3 separate regions of the Mus musculus genome follow, and all the other regions are linked to region 2. The links are chromatin contacts, called in public promoter capture Hi-C maps. All regions are on one chromosome and are shown on one strand. Each heading gives the region's core, a stretch centred on a gene start, on an enhancer-like site or on the middle of the called end of the contact. The rest is flanking DNA. Distances are from core to core; before and after follow the strand shown.

Evidence for each region. Promoter capture Hi-C pulls out the DNA fragments that hold promoters and counts their contacts.
Region 1: a promoter capture Hi-C map of liver shows a contact between it and region 2, with 2.6 times the contacts expected there. The contact joins the promoter of Olfr1367 here to the promoter of H4c11 in region 2. A contact is called at or near these places in 4 of 39 promoter capture datasets (cranial neural crest, liver and neural stem cells) and 1 of 115 datasets of contacts at active chromatin or transcription factors (embryonic stem cells).
Region 3: a promoter capture Hi-C map of cranial neural crest shows a contact between it and region 2. The contact joins the enhancer-like site here to the promoter of H4c11 in region 2. A contact is called at or near these places in 4 of 39 promoter capture datasets (cranial neural crest, frontonasal cranial neural crest, maxillary cranial neural crest and 1 more) and 10 of 115 datasets of contacts at active chromatin or transcription factors (astrocytes, bone marrow-derived macrophages, effector CD8 T cells and 6 more).

The regions. Positions count from the first base shown.
Region 1 is chr13:21,345,631-21,348,546 of GRCm38.p6, forward strand. It overlaps Olfr1367 (olfactory receptor 1367), which reads left to right and starts at 1,300. Exons shown (of 1, transcript NM_146533.1): 1 at 1,300-2,250. The coding sequence starts at 1,300. The coding sequence ends at 2,250.
Region 2 is chr13:21,733,709-21,736,408 of GRCm38.p6, forward strand. It overlaps H4c11 (H4 clustered histone 11), which reads left to right and starts at 1,326. Exons shown (of 1, transcript NM_178210.2): 1 at 1,326-1,748. The coding sequence starts at 1,388. The coding sequence ends at 1,699.
Region 3 is chr13:21,235,751-21,238,608 of GRCm38.p6, forward strand. All of the region lies in intron 1 of Gm32525 (a long non-coding RNA gene), which reads right to left. Among named protein-coding and RNA genes, the nearest start is that of n-TAagc17, 3.1 kb to the left of the region's middle. Within about 2 kb of position 1,576, at least 6 of the 459 cell types and tissues checked have an H3K27ac peak or open chromatin away from gene starts, as enhancers often do. A contact at or near this core is called in second pharyngeal arch cranial neural crest, where this site is marked.

The DNA of each region.
Region 1 (2,916 bases), core at 50-2,549, 390 kb before region 2:
GAAACACATTTCTCTTGTCACGATAACTTCACATGTAATTTCTTTGGCTAAAGTTTCTTAGGATTAATCCCAACATGTGGTATCTAAATCTCTATCCTAAACTAGGAAATATCTATGTTAATTTTCAAATATATTATCCTTTTTCCTTCGGCTTATCTTTTAAGTGACTCTAAGCTTTTTATGCACATTGAGCATGTTATAAGAAGAATCCTTTTTTATTTATCATGAAAACCTTCTCAATGGGCAAGTAGAATGTTTTCTTTAACATTTATTTTAGAGACATTTTAGGTTAATAGAAAAGTTGAGCAAAGGTACAGAGATTTCCCATAATCCCCTGCCCTCCCTGCATGTGTAGTTTTTCCTTTTTCCCAACCCACAGGACCGTTGGTTGTGATCGGTGAGCCAATACGGATGGATTGATTACTCCAAATCCAGAATTGACATTGGAATTAACCTTTAACACTGTACATCCTGTCCATTTGGACAAGCTCACCTTGGCATGTGCCCATCATTACAGAGAGCTGGAAGCACAGAAGCGATGGAGTAGTTTCACTGTCCTAAAATTTTGGTGTTACAATAATTCTTTCCTGCAGGTAAACTGTTGTGTTTTCATTACTTCAAACACGTGTGTGCGCTTCATTTATAAGTATTGACACTTTCTAGTCTTTGCTCTTTTCCATTTTATTAAAGGCACATAGTCAAGATTTTTAAAATGTAATACCATGAGCTTGCAGTGGAAAAATAAAAACCAACATTCTTACTTATCTCTCACATTTCCTGATAATTCTCATGCTCTCAGTCACTGGCTCAGTCAGGGGTTTTAACTAGTTAAAGCCACTAGTTTTAACATTTTTACAATGTCATCCTTTTTGGAATGACATTCTGTTGGAATACTGAAGTATATACTTTTCTCAAAATTTTTTTTTTCTACTGACAAGTTGTTCTAACTCTAAGAAGTGAGGAGAAAGGAGCTACCACTTTGCCTGAATCCTGATTTGTTCATGTGTTTCAGATGCCTCAATGAGAAATTTCTCCTTAAAAGGGAGTAAGGAGAGGAAAGCAGGCATTATATAGAACAACTTTGTCCCCAGGAAGAGTTTTCCAGACTTTTGAAATGTTACCTATGAATTATTGTTTTATATCACCATTGATGTGATTTCTATGGATGGCATATACCAGCTCTTTCCCTAGGAAAAAATAAGTGTATTTTTTTCTAGTACCTTCATAATTTTTGCCTAGTTGTAATTTTTTAAAATCATCCTTTTCCTCCTTGATTTTATCAGGCCCCTTTCCTTTGAAATGTCAGTGAATCGCATCAGTGCAGATTTCCCAGAAGATTTCATTCTTATGGGCTTTACCAAGTACCCATGGCTGGATCTCCCTCTCTTCTTTGTCCTCCTGACCTCCTACATGTTCACATTGCTGGGAAACATTGCTATTATTTTGGTTTCTCAGCTCGATTCCCAGCTCCAAAGTCCCATGTATTTCTTCCTTACCAGCCTTTCATTTTTGGATCTCTGTTTTACCACTACGACTGTCCCTCAAATGTTGTTTAACTTACAGGGACCCAACAAGAACATCACTTACATAGGCTGCATGGCCCAGGCCTATGTGTTTCATTGGTTAGGCTGTACTGAATGTGTTCTTCTTGGTATCATGGCCTTAGATCGCTATGTGGCTGTGTGCAAGCCTCTGAGGTACTCTGTCATTATGGACCACAGGCTCTGTCTGCAGCTGTCTGGTGCTGCTTGGCTCACTGGCCTGGCTAACTCACTACTACAGTCTACACTTACCATACAGTTGCCCCTGTGTGGGAATCGGATGCTTGACCACTTCTTCTGTGAGCTGCCTGGGCTTATTAAGATGTCTTGTGGGGACACCACAGTCAATGAGGTTACTTTAGCAGTGGTGGCCACATTCTTCATAATGGGTCCCCTCTCCATGATACTTGTATCATATAGTTACATTGCTCAAACTGTATTTCGAATGCCTTCTGCGGCAGGGAGGCTCAAGGCTTTCAACACTTGCTCATCGCACCTGCTGGTGGTGTCTTTATTTTATGGACCAGGGATCTACATCTACATGCAACCCTCAGAGGATGGCTCCCAAGACCTTATCAAGGTCTTGACTCTGTTTTACTGTGTCATCACTCCCATGGCTAATCCATTCATCTATACTCTGAGGAACAAAGATGTCATAGGAGCTTTGAAGAGACTTCTGAGGAAGGCCATTTCAACTAAGGGGATATGAAAAGTGTTTCTTTATTCTTAATTGGAAAGGTCCAACAATAATGTGAAACATCAATCTGTTTTGTCTGAAGGAGGGAACTGTTGACCTAAAATTTGTGATCTCATACTGCAGCTTCTAGAGTGCTTGGATTACAGGTGTATATCACCACACCCAACTTAAATTTTTACATCAAAGCCACCCTCACACCTCCAGTGCCAGGGATGGGTTACATCTCAATGAGTTGTTGACCAAAGGGGTCCCTAGACTGACTCAAACACCACAAGTAATTGTTAAGGCTATTGGTTATCCTTGGTAAGGCCCTGTTAGTGATGATGTCACTTAAGTATATCATAGAGCATGAAAAATTGATCTGGCACCAAACTAGAAGCTTCACTGTTAGAAGGTCCTAGACACACTACAGGAGGAGAAAAGTAATCAATGTCACCAGGCTATAAAACCTGCAATCTACAGCAGCAACGACCTGTAAAAGTACACTGGTGCAGTAGTGGCACTAATAGGAGTAACCAACTATTTTTTTTTTTTAAATTAGATTTAAGGCCTTGCTCCATGATGGAGCCCACACCTGACACTATTAATGAGATCAAGAATCTGCTACTGGATAGATCATAGGCTTAAGAGAAAACCTACCACTATTACTATGCTGAGTGAACACAGCATTACAGGGGT
Region 2 (2,700 bases), core at 76-2,575:
AGCAACGAAGTAGAGGCAGGAAGCAGAGTAGGCAGGGAGGGTGGAAGTGGATAAAGGGGAGAGGGTTAACCTATAAGTGGAACCTGTAAAGAAGAAGGAGGAGCAGGGAGGAGGGGAAGAAGGTGGGTAAGGGGAAGAGGCTAATTGTGCATGGCCTTTAGCTCAGAGGGGAAGACAGAAGGCATTGGTATAGGCAAGAAGACTTCAGTAAGCAGAGTATGTGATTTTTGGGGGGGGGGGGTGGGGGAGGTGGGGTGGGATTGGGAAAGGATTAGGTGGAATAGGAGAAAGGCCTGGGTGCAGAGAAGAAGGCTGTCCACTAGACAAAGCACTTAGTGTGTAGGAGGGGGAGAGAAGAAGAGAAGGGGTGGAGACCCAGTGATTCAGATGACGGTTGCTCGAGGTCTGAGTCCCTGTATGTCTGAAAATGCTGCAACCTTGGCCTAAGCCATCGAGCACTACAGACGGAGGGACAAGAATTCAGTTCCCCCAAAACGTGAACAAAGGGAGTCCAGACCATTCTTAAACCAGCAGAAAATTTCAAGATCACGAAGGATGTTATAGTCAAGAGTGCCCTCTAGTGGCCATCCAGACGGGTCAGCGTGTACTGAGGGCAGACCAAAGAACAAAGGAAAGTCAGGCATTTTGGATTCCAGCCCACTTTGGATAAATTTTGAAGTAGGCACCCCAAGGGCGACTGAGATAGTGTTTAGACCCTGTCTTGCCCTTTTCCAAGCCAGGGTTGGTTGCCAGAAACTCTTAGGTGAGGGTGATGACATGTTAGCCTGAAGTTTTCTCCAAGCATATGGGGTTGAGGGAAGGACAGCAGACAGGGTTTCCCAGATTGTGTGGTGTGAGCAGGGGTCCAAGCAAACTGTGAACTGAAATCGGCTTAAAGGTTTCTATAAATTCTTATAAACATATTAAAATGGCCTTTTGGAAGTTTGAACTAAAAAAAAAAATTGAAATGCGGTTACAATAGAGAAGGAACACAAGGTAATTCAGAGCACGGTTTGCACGGTGGAAAGTGTGTACTGAGCACCAAAGCGCCTTAGCAGCCGCCTGCAGTGTCCTCTCTGGACGGGGTTACCGGTTGTTAAGGGGCCGCTTGGCTTTCTGTATTTTGTGCAATCAGTGTACTGATTGTGCGCTCGATTCTCCAAACTCTTAAAAGGGCGTGAGGAGCTAGTTCCCTCAGAAAGCACAGACAGGGAAACAAAAGGCGCCCTTTTTCTTTTTGGTAAGTCTTCCCCTCCCCCACGGCCGCGGGCGCAACTTCCCGCCTCCTCCCTGCAGGTTCTCATTTCGGTCCGCCCGCTACAGTATAAAAAGACGGCGCTCAGGCTCCCGGTCAGCATCTCTGTTCTGAGCTGTCCTGAGTGCAGTCATGTCTGGCAGAGGTAAGGGCGGGAAAGGGCTCGGTAAAGGTGGCGCTAAGCGCCACCGCAAAGTGCTGCGCGACAACATCCAGGGCATCACGAAGCCCGCCATCCGCCGCCTGGCCCGGCGCGGGGGAGTGAAGCGCATCTCCGGCCTCATCTACGAGGAGACCCGCGGTGTGCTGAAGGTGTTCCTGGAGAACGTGATCCGCGACGCCGTCACCTACACGGAGCACGCCAAGCGCAAGACCGTCACCGCCATGGACGTGGTCTACGCGCTCAAGCGCCAGGGCCGCACCCTCTACGGGTTCGGCGGCTAAGCTGCTCGCTTACACTATATTTCCCTAAAGGTCCTTTTCAGGACCACCACATCTTTTACAGAAGAGCTGACGCTTGTTAACTGAGAACTGGAGTGAAAACGGCTCGTAACAGGTTGTCCAATCAGAACGAACATGTATGTGCTTAATTTGCATGCGGAACAATGCTAGGAAAGCTGAATAGTCCTGTCAAGTGGTGAGTTCACTAGGTGTTCACATGGTTTCACTCTTTTTATTTGTTCTAGGCAGTTTTATTATACTTGCCCATTTTTCTGCTTCCACCTCTTAAGGATGCTTCCCTACTTAAGTCATTTCATACCTTGCGACAGACCACTTAAGTTCAGGATTTGTACATTCAGTTGTGTAGAATGAGGTTGATCTGGCTTTATAAACTATGCTGTCTCGGATGCAATAAAATTCTGAATAAAACTGCCAATATGGGGGAGGTGTGAATTTCTGAATTGAGTTTTTATAAGCCATAAAACTTTAATTAATAAATCATAAAACGGCCAAGAGTCAACAGTTAATGAAGGTACACTGTTACTACGTTTACACTTCCACATAAATGTCAATAGAAACAATTTAAGTTGTCCAATGCTTGCGTTTAGTCTGTTCCACATGGGAGAGAGCATGTGGTTTTGCTTAATACACATTCTAATTCCATGTATTTTCCTGCATGTTTTATGACTTCATTTTTCTTTAGAGATGAGTAATATTTATGTATGTTTGCTTGATTAACAAATTTTTCATTATCCATTTCTCTGTAGATGGGCAACTAGGTTGATTCCAATTCTTTGTTATTGTGAATAAAGCAGTAATTAACATTGAGGTAAAAAAATATCTCTATGATTCTCTATATTCTTTGAATATATGCTCAGGTTTAAAATAACTTTGTCATATTGGAGTTCTATTTTTAATTTTTTGAGAATATCCGAACTGATTTCCACAGTGGCTGTATTGATTTGTACCCCACCCCGCACCCCAATACCAGTAAATCAGAGTTC
Region 3 (2,858 bases), core at 326-2,825, 500 kb before region 2:
CTGCTCCTCCTCCTCTTGTTGTAGTCTGCCAAATGGTTGTGAACAAAGAGACAAGAAGTTGGAGATATCCTGACATGAAGATTGGACTTGCCTCAAGGAACTCCAATGACTCTAATTAGCAGGAAGTAGTCTAAAGAGGTCTACACCCACTTTTTCCTCTAACTTTCCTCTTCTACCTAGTGTTGGGAGGTTGGAAGGAATTAGGGTAGAATAAGGCATGGAAGGGTGGTAGGTATAAGAACCCAATAAAATAGATTTAAAAATAGGGCCCACAGGTCTGCCTGAGGATAATACATACCATTGTGCCCAACTGAATTTTGATCCCAATGAGACACAGTTACCCAGTTCTGTTTATTTTAAGACTATCCTTCAACAGCCTCATCTTTTTTGTTTTGCTTTTTCCAGGAGAAATGAGAGGTTGAGAAGTTTTTGTAATTTCAGTTAACAGTTTGTTTGTGGTACTCAGACCCTCTAGGTACCACTAAGCCCCACTCTAGCTCAAGCCTTAGACAGTCTTGAAAGGAAAGGGTTATGGCTGTGTGAGGCCTACTGCTTCCCTGTGAGGGGTGGAAGTTGTGTGGATGTAAATGTCCTTAAGGCTATCCTAACATTCAAAATGCTGTGCTGTATTCTTTTTCAAAGGCATTTCCAATATTACCCATCCCAATTCAAGCTCTACTGACTAAAGTCTCCCACGGTGCCTGGTTCCATGATCTGAAGTCACAAGTGCCTCCTTACACCCAGTGATAAGAAGAAATTAAGCCAGGAATGGGGGCCCAAAGACTACAACAAGATGGTTCTGGAAGGACCTTGAATACTACCTTTGAGATGGGTTGGGCGATGCCCAGGGCCTGAGTGCAGGCTCCTGAATGTCCCACACAGAAACACTCAGTTCCCTGACTGGTTTTCATTTCCTGTACACAAACACATGATACAAAATGTTTATTTTAAACCTACACAATTTGGACCTTGTAGTGGTTAGGTTTTTTTAAGTTGACAGAAAAGCGACTTGGGAAGCAGGAACTCTCAGTTGAGGAATTGCCTCTATCAGACTGGCTGTAGGCAAGTCGCTGGGGGCACTTTCTTGATTAATGATTGATGTGGGAGGGCCCAGTCCATTGTCTGCAGTGCCAGCCCTGGGCAAAAGGTCCTGGGTTATATAATAAAATAAGCTGAAGCTGGGCAGTGATGGCACATGACTTTAATCCCAGCACTAGGGAAGCAGAGCCAAGTGAACTCTGAGTTTAAGGCCAGTCTGGTCTGTCTATAGAGGGATTCCAGGCCAGCCAGGACTACACAGAGAAATCCTGTCTCTAAAAAAACCAAACCAAACCAAAGCAAAACAAAACAGTAAGTGGAGTAAGCCAGTAACTGGTTTCTACATAGCTTCTGCTTGAGTTCCTGCCCTTGCTTTCTGTTATGATGGAGTCTAACTTCTAATATGTCTTAAACCCTGTTTCCCTAAATTGCTTTTGGTCATAGTTTTATCACAGCAACAAAACTGCGGCAGACTCTGAGCCACAGAACCTCTTAGGCGGATGTCAGAGTAGATGATGTACACACACACAGTCTCTTAGTTTCCCAGCCGGAGGGATTGTAGCTAACGTGACCACATCTGGAATCAACTAAATGCCAACCGTCTGAGCACATCCGGGGGAGACTTTCTTGATGAGATTATTTGAGATAGGAAAATACACTCTAAATCTGAGCTTCTCCTGGTGACACCTCACAGAAAAGGACAGGAAAGATGAGAGCTTTTGCTTTTTGTTTGTTTGTCTTCACACTTGCTGGCAAGTTCATCTGCTCTGTGGCTGAAGCCTTTCTGTCCTTCTCTGCACACCCCCTTCCCCACCCCGCCCTGCCCTCATAGCTCTGCTCCGGTCTGGTCTATCTGCCTGTCTACCTGTCCACTTGTCTGCCACTGCCCTTTCCCCAGGATCTCATTCTCCTCCCTTCCCTCTTTATATCAGACCTGTTGCATGGCATAATTTCTCAGAGGCACACATTAGCATGGACCCACCAGGCATCCCCTTACCGAGTTATATTTCACAGCAGTAAAATCCAGTGATTCCATCCAGAGGATACTGGGAAATCCCCTAGGAGCTGTGGAAACCAGGGGTTTCTGAATCAAACAAGAAAATGCTTCCTTATGTGTGTTCTCAAGGTCTCAGCCACCCCACCCCACCCCACCCAGCAAGAAAGATGAACTGTGACTCCGTTGTAAGGAGGAGCTTCTTGACATCTTGGGGTGAAACTGTGCGTCTGGTGATGTGCTCCTGTAAACAACCATTCCTGTTTCAACCCAGAGTCTGGCACCAGCTTGAGTGACTGTCAACACAGCCAGTACAAACGCAAGGGGACTGGCCGACAACAATAACAACAGAAAAATAGCCACGGGGATCTGCTGCTCTTGGGGTTTTGTTTTGTTTTCGATTAGAAGCAGGGACTGTATCCGCCTTCCAAGCTCAGCTCCTTCATTTCTTTCTGCCATGTCCCTGGAAGGTAAACACGAGTTGGGGGATAAGGCCTAGAGTCAGAACATTTGCCTAGCCATGTGAGAACTTGGGTGTAAATTAATATTTATACCAATAAGGACACGACACCAGAGATGTAAATTGAGGTAAAACCCTGCTAGCTCACCGAGATAACTTTATTTTCTTAACTATATACAAAGTATCTATTTACAAGCCCGATCCTACAACTAAACTACTAGCTCTTTAGAAGTCTCTATGTGTCATTCTACTGAGCTAGTCTGCCTTTCTCTTGAGTGCCTCCAAACCCAAGAGGGCCCCTTGGTTCTCTTTCCTAGAATACTGTGTAACCTGTGCCTTGCAGCTGCAGCTGCTTCTCTGTTTTCC